Regions from separate parts of the Hordeum vulgare genome. Here region 2 is linked to region 1. Evidence: chromatin contacts called from public Hi-C data. All regions are on one chromosome and are shown on one strand. The core of a region is the stretch at or near the end of the contact, and the rest is flanking DNA. Distances in the headings are between cores, read along the strand shown. Region 1 has its middle 180 kb from the start of LOC123449396. Region 2 has its middle 110 kb from the start of LOC123449396.

Evidence for each region. Hi-C and Micro-C count contacts between places; a contact is called where the count stands out from the background.
Region 2: a contact with region 1 is called in a Hi-C map of leaf, with 2.2 times the contacts expected there. The contact joins two enhancer-like sites. A contact is called at or near these places in 2 of 6 Hi-C or Micro-C datasets (both in leaf).

Annotation. Positions count from the first base shown.
Region 1 is chr4H:544,177,424-544,182,659 of MorexV3_pseudomolecules_assembly, forward strand. No RefSeq gene overlaps it. Among protein-coding and RNA genes, the nearest start is that of LOC123449396, 180 kb to the right of the region's middle. Within about 2 kb of position 2,433, at least 1 of the 3 cell types and tissues checked has open chromatin away from gene starts, as enhancers often do. A contact at or near this core is called in leaf, where this site is marked.
Region 2 is chr4H:544,253,826-544,259,055 of MorexV3_pseudomolecules_assembly, forward strand. No RefSeq gene overlaps it. Among protein-coding and RNA genes, the nearest start is that of LOC123449396, 110 kb to the right of the region's middle. Within about 2 kb of position 2,791, at least 3 of the 3 cell types and tissues checked have open chromatin away from gene starts, as enhancers often do. A contact at or near this core is called in leaf, where this site is marked.

The DNA.
Region 1 (5,236 bases), core at 1,183-3,682:
ATCAAGGGAAGCAACTGGTTGGATCTTGGTGCAATGACTTTGACCTCCTCTCTCTCGAGTTATTTACCGAAAAAGGGTTTCCCCCCGCTTTGTATTACAAGCAACCAACTCCGAAACATCCAACGATAGGTGCTGGGGCGGAAACACCACAGGCTCACCCAAAAGAAACAACAGAGAAAGCGTAACAGAAACAAATGCCGACAACGGCGGATCAACGAAAATGGAGAAGCCTCGCGACCGCTACACCCACCGATGAACACCCACCAAGCTCCTAGACTTCGAGACGCCGATACCAATTTACACCTTCAAGAAGGGACGCGACGATGACGACGCTGCTAATAAGGGTTTCCCCCGGTATGCGGCGAGGGGAAAGGAAGGGTAGCCCCGACGCCCTCCAGGGAGGTCTGGCGGAACCCGCAGACGCCACTGCAACGGTGTCGACCAGGCCGACAGGGATTTCTCCTGGTCCCAGCCTCCACCTCAGGCGCATCGAAACACGCCACCAAACCGACCATGACCCCGCGCCAACACGAACTTGAAGCTTCGCATGCCGTCTCACCACAGCAAAGCGTGGACGGGCCTACATGACAAAGAAGAGGAGCCGGGACTAAGGGCAACACCACCGCCGGCACGCGGGAGGTCCCAACCTCCACCGTCAACTACAGTAACCGACAAGATGCAATAGCAGGAGCAAACCAGGCCCGTGCCCACAGGCCCGGCCGGAACTGCATATGCTCGTAAAGTCCCACCTTCGCGCTGCAGAAAGCACGCCGTCTGCGACGCGGCTCCCAGTCCATGCCACTCCTCCTCACCTCCGCATAGAAATCATCATAGCCGCGGCAACACGACCAGTCCGCCCCGCCGCCAAGTGGTAGCACCACCACCACGCTCACCGCCGGCCACCTTCACCAAGGCGTTGGACCGCCATCTGCCTAGTTGCACCACCGCCGCATGCCCGCGACGAAGGGGACCAATTGAAGTCGCTGAGAGCCCGAAGCCGAACCCCAGCCACCACCCACGCCGACCGCGGCCAGCGCCGCCTAGGCAGTTCCGTCGTCAAGACGCCACAGGAACCCGCCTACGCACGCCCCATGATGGCCGCAGTCGCGCCACCGGCGGATCTGCAGCAGAGGCCACAAGGGCAGTCACCACGACCCACAGGCCGCCACCCGGCGCCTCACCGCCGGCCGCACAGGGGGGCCGGGGCCGCGCGTGCAGGGCCAGATCCGGGCCGGATCTACGCCCACGCCGCCGCAAGGGAGCCCCCACTCGGCGCCACAACGGGCCACCGTGCAGCCGCCGTGCCGCGAGCCGACGCCCCACCACCACGGCGCAACACCTGCCACCACACCGCCGCCAGGAGCCGCCGCCGCCGCATCGTCGGGCCCAGCGTCCGCCTGACGCCTGTGCCCTAGTCTGGTTGCCCCGCGCCAACCACCACCAAGGGGAGAGGGGAGAAGGCGCCCCGCCACCAGCCACCGCGAGGGGCTTTGCCCATGCGGCTCCGGCCGGCGGCGGCGGCGGGGGAAGACAAGGAAGGGCGCGGGAGGGCGGATCTGGCTCCGCCACCCAGGTCGCCCATGAGGGAGCGACGCGGGGGCAAGGGAAATTAGATCCTTGAGTTATTATGGAACATATATTGATTTCTCCAACCCTCTCGACTCGTGGTAAATGATTGTAAGCCCCCGTTGCGTGGGTGATGCCCCAACCGATATCCTTTCATCAGTTACAAGTCCTCGTTCCTAGGGTCGAGTAGCTATTAAGCCGGATATGACGATAATGTTGATCGGTGTCCCTTTTACTTAGTGTTGGTTCAGTGTATTTTGCAAGTTTGAGCCAACGGCGTATAATTGAAGGAACAAGACAGACATTAACATTTTTTTGATGTAATTCTTTTTTTTTGCTATTTTTGTGTGTGTTTGAGTGCCTTTTCATTGTATTGTCTGCTGCATTTTTAGATAATATTCAAATCAGCTAAAAAAAAGATAATATTCAGTTATAAGATACCGTTTCGGTGTTGTTTCCAGAAAAACAGCCCTTGAGAGGTCGTGTGTTAGTTAAGTAGACTGTTCATTTATGAAGTCTCGATGATTTCACTTTTTTGTATTCCAAACATGAGCTGAGAATAACAATAGCGCCGGCGAGACAAATCGGATCCCGGTCAAAATCAGGTCGAGCGTGAGCTACAGGACACCGAACCACGGATATTTCGTGTGATCGAAACGGTGCTAATCCATATATGCGAAGCTATCAAGCGCGTCTCCAACTTCCAACATGTAGCGCATGATCCAGTGTACGCTGCCAAAAGCAATCGCCGCACTGAACGTTCGACGCTAACAGATGACAGGAGCTTCTTCTGGATGATGTGTCCCGGTCGGAGCCCACGTGAAACCCAGGGGGCGCGTCGCCGTCGATCAACCGGAGCTTGTCGCTAGAAATCGAGGTGGTAGTCGCTAGCAAGCTCCGCTCCAGCAGGTTGTGATCTCTCTCGACCGCCGGCCGTGGCACGTCGATGACGATGTGGCCGGCTACGGCTTGCTGTCTCGCTGACGCTCCCTTTCCGAGCTGAGCTACGTTCCAAAACCCCAACGAGAAGACGCTCCCTTCCACACAACAGCACCAACAGAGCCTACCAAAATAAAATGCATAGTGCAGATATTGGCCGGATTGCGTACCAGTGAAAAGGAAATCAATAAAATTCTACAAATTCTGCATCCTCTTTCCATCGCAGAAAAGAAAACAATGCACATTTTTTTTGGATGAAATATTCATGTCTTCTTTCTGTTATCACAAGTTTTGTTTGTTCTGAAGCTTCAGGATGAGTAAGTGAATTTCAATTTCTGAGACTCTTGTACTAACAAATAAATAAATCAAAACCCAAATACATCGGCGAATCAACACGTACACATAACTTGGAAGAATACAAATGCACCCGTCATTCTCACGACCAATCAGGATCTTACTCGTTACGGGCGATTGGACGGAGAACATATACACCTGCAAGCTTTTGGAGGATTTACACACCTCCAACCACACGGCGTGCCAACCGAATAAGTCGACGCGAAAGAAAGAAAAGAAAGATCCCATGGAGATATAGAGATCCCTCCCGGCGCCAACATGCGCAATGCATGTTCGCTGCTCCACATACACCATATACTCAAGGGCCCACAATCTTTTTATCTACATTTCTACTGAAAGCTACACATAGATTGATCCCTTGGGAATATTGCAAGTGGATGAAATATATCATTTTCCGAAGAAAGGAGGAAACAGAAAAGATGAATTTAAAAAACAAATAAGCCGATAACAATGCATATATGCATGAGGACATATGCATAACTAAAGGCATCTTCAAAGCGGAACCTCAAACCATCCAGACTGCACGGTCCGGACGTGTTGTGTCATCCAAAACGGACATGTATCGGTCCATTGAGCGTTCCAGACGTAATTTTTTCGGCCAATGCGAGATAAACTGGACGGGGTGGGGGGAGCGGGGCTATATGGGTGTCTGGACAACGGCCACATAGGACTCCAACATCCGCGGCCCACCGAAAACCCCTTCCGGCACCGTGCCTTCATCCTCTCATTTCCTCTCCTACAATTTCTCTCTCTTGCTTTCGTTGCCGCTCCACCACACCGACCACCACGCCACATCCCTGTCAAAACTCAACAAATTCGTCACCTCCAACGGTACTCCCGGGCTCTATGTTGTGCCTCCTCCGCCATTGTTCTACACCTCTTCTCCGACCGCCGCACATGTATCATCTCCTTCTATGATGCTCACTATGCTCGACAGCTGTTCGAACAACTGCCCGAGCTAATTTTTGTGTCCCTTATTTTTTGAAACAATGGATTCGGATATGGAGTACATATACGAGCACTATGTTGAGTCGTACGATGGTTCGTCCGACGAGGAGGACTACATAGATGAGACATGGATGATGAAGGTGGTGCTTGCAGCCGCGGAGCATGCGGAGGAGCATGTTCTCAAGTTCAAGGTATCGATGAAGGCTCATTGTGTGCTCAACTGCAAACGGGCGCACGGCCATTTAATGCTAATGGACGACTACTTTTTCCCCAACGTCCTCTTTGTTGACAACTTTCGACGACACTTTCAGATGCGCAAAAATGTCTTCGATCGTCTCGACCAAGAAATCTAGTCCCTTTATGACTGCGTCATTTGAAGAAGGATGCCATGGGAATTGTTAGTTTCTATGGTTACCAGAAGTGCGCGGTCGCACTACCGATGCTTGCATATGGCCACACTATGTCGGATTGGATTTTGGATTTGAGATCACTTGATGTAGGTATTGCATGTGGATAGTTGTGGTGACAATGGGGTGTTCTATTAATTTACTTGATATATGTTTTGGTATGCAACTTGCGGATTCCCGAGGTGACATTGGGTCTATGTATACGAGTTGATACACATTCTTGAGAAACTTTCTCCGATAGAAATATTGAGGTACTTGATCCTTGTGATATGCATTGGGTTTTCCTTGAGGAACGGATTATCGCAGCACAATGTGGATAAGTATTTCCCTCAGTTACGAAACCAAGGTTTGTCGAACCAATAGGAATATCAACCACAACCCTCTTCAACGGCTGCACACAAAAGAACAAACAACTTGCACCCAATGAGAGCAAGAGGGTTCTGAATCCCCTTGAACTTGTTATTTGCAAGCGAGTGAGGTGTGTAGATAATTATAGATAATTGTAAATTACAAAATAAAATAAAAGCAAGCAAATATGAGCAAGGTATTATGGTTTTGCAAATATGTTGTGAATAGACCGTGGGGCCATAGTTTTTCCTAATGGCATCTCTCATGAAAAATAGCATACGATGGGTAAACAAATTACTGTCTGGAATTGATTGAAAAGCAGATAGTTATGCAATATTCATGGCAATGATCATGTGTATATAGGCATAATGTCGATAAACAAATAGGTCGATTCTTGCCTGCACCTATTACTATTACTCCACTCATCGACCGAATAGGCGAATTCCTGCCTGCACCTATTACTATTACTCCACTCATCGACTGCTATCCAGCATGCATCTTGAATATTAAGTCAAATAGAGTAATGCATGGAGAACAATGGCATGATGTATACAAAGTAAACTCAAGCAAGATGAATAAACCCCATCGTTTTATCCTTAGTAGTAGGAACATAAAGTCGCATCTTGTCCCCTTCTGTCACTAGGATATAGAAATTCGCCAGGTTGAACCTACTA
Region 2 (5,230 bases), core at 1,541-4,040, 77 kb after region 1:
CTACAATTGTGGAAATCTTAGACACTATTCTAATGAGTGCTCGACTCCCCACAAACAAAGAGAAGAGTCGCCTAGAAGACGAAGCTCAAGAGATGAGTCACCTCGCAGAGAGAGAAGGAATAGAGAAGATTGTTATGAACGAAGACCCTCCCGGAGAGGCAAGGAATCGAAGAAGAAGGGCAAGTACACCAAGAGCAGCTCAAAAACAAGACGTCAAGCTCACGTTGGTAAATGGGTATCTGGATCCAACTCCGACAACCTATCCGAGAGAAGCAACCACTCTGGCTCCAACTATAGTCAAGATGAAGATGTTGCTGGTCTTGCACTCGTTTCTTCCAACTCCTATGACTTATTTGATTCACCAAATGAAGGGATTGGAAATTGCTTCATGGCAAAAGGCCCCAAGGTATCACACCCTGAGTATTTTGACTTTGATAGTGATGAGGATGACTTGTTAGGAGATGATGACTTGCTTTTTAATAAGACTAGTGATAACATTGACAATGAACTTGATAATAATCATGCGAGTCAAGAGAAGTCGGATGATGATGATAAGAAAGATATTGAAGGACTAACTAAAGAATTAAAGCATCGGTAAAAGCATCGTGTCCCTTGTCTCTAGTTACCCATCGATCTGATCTCACAACTCGAGGCCCCCTACCCGAGGTCTACCGCTTTTGACACTGACAATGTTGGTATGCAAAATATTGATAAGTTAATCAAAAGCGATCATATTATAGGTGTTAAGGGTGTTATCTTTGGTAAAGATATAGTTTTTAGTGCTTGTCAAGCAGGAAAAGTGGTTGGAGGAACCCAACCTGTAAAGAATATCATGACTACAAGAAGACCACTCGAGCTATTTCACATGGATCTTTTTGATCCCAATGCTTACAAGAGTCTCGATGGAAACTCTTTCAGTTTAGTCATAATTGATGATTTTTTGAGGCTTACGTGGATTTTCTTTTTTGATGATAAATCATAGGTTCAAAATATTTTCAAGAACTTCGTTAGGAAAGACCAAAATCAGTTTGGTAGTTCATATAGCTTTTTAATGTCCGTTAGTCCCTAAACAATTATGACTAATGCCCCTAAAAAATAGTTATGACTAGTCCAAAAACCCACATAAGGTAAAGATATCTTTTCAAAAAGCGTTCTTACAACTTGGATGTGTGATATCACAACAATTTAGACCCAAAACTGATCTACGTCTTGAGCAACGAAAAAAGAAGACACCACATCTCACGACAAGTAGTATTATGAAGATACTAATCGCTTCATATTTGAATGTAATACTATTCACAACCCGATTTATCTTTTTTGTTTAGCAAGTGTTGTAGTGTCCAATTTGGATCAATAATTTATTTGGTAATAAATGCATTTTGTTTCTATGTCCTACATTCCATAGAATCTTTCACATATTTCAAAGATGGATTTCGGTGCGCTAGAGCATCTCTGAACATTAACTGTACTTAGCCCAGGCTCCATGACCCCACGTACTTCCGGTATATATTTTCGTTTCATTTTCAAACAGAAATTGAAACCCTTGGCATGTGCATCACTTTGATGCACTAAATCATCTTTTTTATGTTGAGAAGTACATAACAAAGTCAATCCAAGCCGAACCATTGCAAGGCATGAAAGGAATACCTATGATTAAATCGAATTCATTGGCGAACAAAGGGTTTTCCCCCACTTTGTATTACAAAGAAACCAACCGATACAGCCAACGATAGATGCTGGGAGAGAAGCAACATAGTCACATCCAAAAAAAAGAAAGAGAAAAAACAAAAGAAATAAATGCCGACAACGGTGGATCGACAAAAACGAAGAAGCCTCGCAATCACTGCGTCTACCGAAGATCTCCCATCAAACTCCAAGACTATGAAGCGCCGGTACCAATCAACACCTCCAAAAAGGACCGCGATGATTATGATGTTGCTGCCAAGGGTTTCCCCCGGTACGCGATGAGGCGAGAGAAAGGGTAGCCCCCGACGTCCTCTAGGAAGGTCCGACGTCACCCACAGGCGCCACTGCGTCGGTGTCGGCCAGGCCGACAGCGCTTTCCCCCGATCCAACCTTCACCTCGGACGCTTCGAAGCCTACCACCAAACCGACCACCACCCTACGTCAACGCGGTCTTGAAGCCTTCACGCCGTCTCACCAAGGCACCGCGTGGTGAGGTCTGCACGGTGACGAATCGGAGCTGAGACTAGGGGCGGTAGCACCATCGGCACGCGGGAGGGCTCAACCTCCATCGTCAATGACGATAGCCGACCGAACACAATAACAGAAGCATACCAGGACCATGGGCCCACAAGCCCTCGGACGCCCATAATGCTTAGGGGAGACAAGCGTGCGGGGACAAGAGGTCTCGTCGCCGCCGACCCCACCCGACTCAGGGTCGGGAGCGCCGGCCGACTGCGACGAAGGAAGGCGGAAAGGGGGGGGTCGACGAGGGAGGAGAGCGCGCCGCCTCGGCCGCCTCCCGGGGAGGCGGCACTAGGGCGGGAAAGGGAGGAGGATGGGGAGAGGGGCTCGGGGGGCGGGATCCGGATGCGCGACCGGCGGCCGGCGACGGTGGCGGGTGAAAGGCCGGCGGAGGCGGACCGGGGGCGGGGGGGAACCCTAGAGGGGGTGAGGGTCGGGCCGCCTGTGAAGGATCCTTGACCCATCACAAAAATAATGGAAGTATTGAAGTTATAAATGACAAGTGAGTGTGACGACCCTTACCAGCCTGGTGTTAGCTGAAAGAAAATTAATGTGAAAGCAACTCACCACCAGAACCAGTGAAGATAGAGCCCAAAATATCGACCGACGAGTAAGGTTTTATCTTTTGAGCCGCCAAAGAGTAAAGCTGGCTATTCCGTGTAAGAGCCTTTTCCTGGATTTATAAAACGTTTCCTGAATGTGTGGGTTCAGAAAGATCAAGAACTGGTATGTGGTTTATACTTCCGTACAGAAAATCTTATTTTAACAATTTATTAAGGAATTGAATTTAAGTAATATTGTGTTCACAAACTTGGCACATCCTATCTATATCATCGGAGACAACGACAACTAGATGCTACGACAAACAAACTAGAAAATAAACTAAAGGAGGTTGGCCCCAGGATAAGATAGTTATTTTCATCTGAGTCACCTTTCATTTGATTCTTTCTTTAGTTGGATCCTTCTTTCTTTCTTAGCAATTAATTACATTGCAAGGACCCTCTTTGCTCAAGTCCATCCAAAAATCGTAAAGCACCACAGCTAGGTATATAGCTACTTCAACTCTATCTTATCTTGTTGCCAACAAAAACAAATACCATCTTGTCATAGCGCACCAACAGAATTTGGAATGAGCATTTGCTGGCATCTTTGGCAGTATGTTGTTTCTAGCACTTGAAGTATATTGCTCAGAACTCCATTCGAGGATGCATATTTTTCATTTCTCGAGGGTATACAACGCAGCCAGACATATATGGACATACAATCCTTGAATCTTGTAGGCAAAATTTTACCAACAAAATGGCATTTTCTCCGTGAAATTTAAGAAAAGCATAAGACAGAAGATTGCCCATTTTCTCCTTTATATTTATGTATACATGGTCGGATAAACCTCCACAACAAGAAAAGTATACGGTTCAAGCACACCATAGCTGACCAGATGAAGCCCCAGGCTCCACCATGTAGGCTGTTGATTGGGGATCCCTGATATATATATATAATTAAGAGCGATAAGCCTGCTTTGCAGTTGCTGTGGCTGGTGATGTGTCGGCATTAGGGACATCCCCATCAGCACGCTATCATCACAAGCATATATTTAAATAGTTTCTCAATCACATTTCGGCGATATTCTTTGTCCACATTGGGGAGATGAGAGCGAGCCCGGCCCTAATCCTCGCTATCCCTGACCCTGCCTGAGTGGACATGGAGCCAATGCGTTAGGTCTCGGCACCATAGCAGTTTCGGGATGGCTGACTCGGAAGACTGCGATGCCTATGAAATATAGTCCACAAGTCGCAGATAATATCACCTCGGGGCCCATACAGGATTGTCATGCAAGTAGAGCTGTAGAGGGATCCGTGGGGAAACAGATATGTGGCTGTTGCAACTTTATGAACCAGACAGTTTACATATAAGATAAGTTTTCAAGAATTGAAGTCCCGCAAAGTTCTTCAAAAATATTTCTAATTTGAAAAAGCAAGAAGTCTACACTCGTGTGTGAACAGTAAATTTACACGAGGAGAAGAAACGGAATGAAAGAGGAAGAAAAGGTTGCTATTCCGACCCTAGGCTCATCTACACCCGTGTGTGAATAGTAAATTTATAAGATTAAAAAAATATGATTTCCTTTAACACCAAGATGCTTGAGTGCGTGCAAATTTTCATGGTATTTGGATATTCGAGAAGCTCATAGCAAAATAAAATAGATTTTGGCTCCCATAAAAACTTTGAAAAGTTGCACTTTTTGGACTCAAAAGGCATTGTGATGAAGCAAAACGGCATATCCGATATGATAAAGGAGATGACTTCCTAGTCGGACACTTCTATTTTAATCTGATGGTACCCGGAGTATGGATCCAGAAAACATGGGAGGTCATGGCTAGCCGTTGTGTCGATGATCTGTTGGATGTGCCGCAAAGCAAACGAGTTCTCACTAGTAGAAAAAGGCCCATTTGTTCCGGTTTCAGAGGCCCATTAACCCCAGTTCTGAAACCGGGACTAAAGTCCAAAATATTTAGTTCCGGTTGGCTTACGAACCGGGACAGAAGTGTCTCCACGTGGCCGATGTGGAGAGCCCAAGCAGGAGGAACTTTAGTCCCGGTTTGTCACACCAACCGGGATCAAATGGAATCCACGCGTCAGTATCCGACCGGAGCTGGTTTTTTTTAATGGGGGGATTGGGGTTTTGGAGGGTTAATCTAGTGGTTACATATTGTGTTAGCTACCTAATAGAGAGAAGTGTCCTCTCTTTCTCCATGCTTGGTCGACGCTAGCTACTATACATATAGAAAAAACTTGACGCTAGCTAATAAGAAAATGAAGGAAACCATTTACAATCCCTAACATCTTCTACAATATATAACATATTTTACAATCCCTAACATCATCTACCTAAGATCCAATCACAAATCCACATAGTATTCTCCGTCTTTAGATATGATGTGGACAAGAAAGAATGCCGCCAATTCCTCCTGAATTGCTCGTATGCGATCATGTGTTCCGACTTCATCCCGCATCTGAGAGA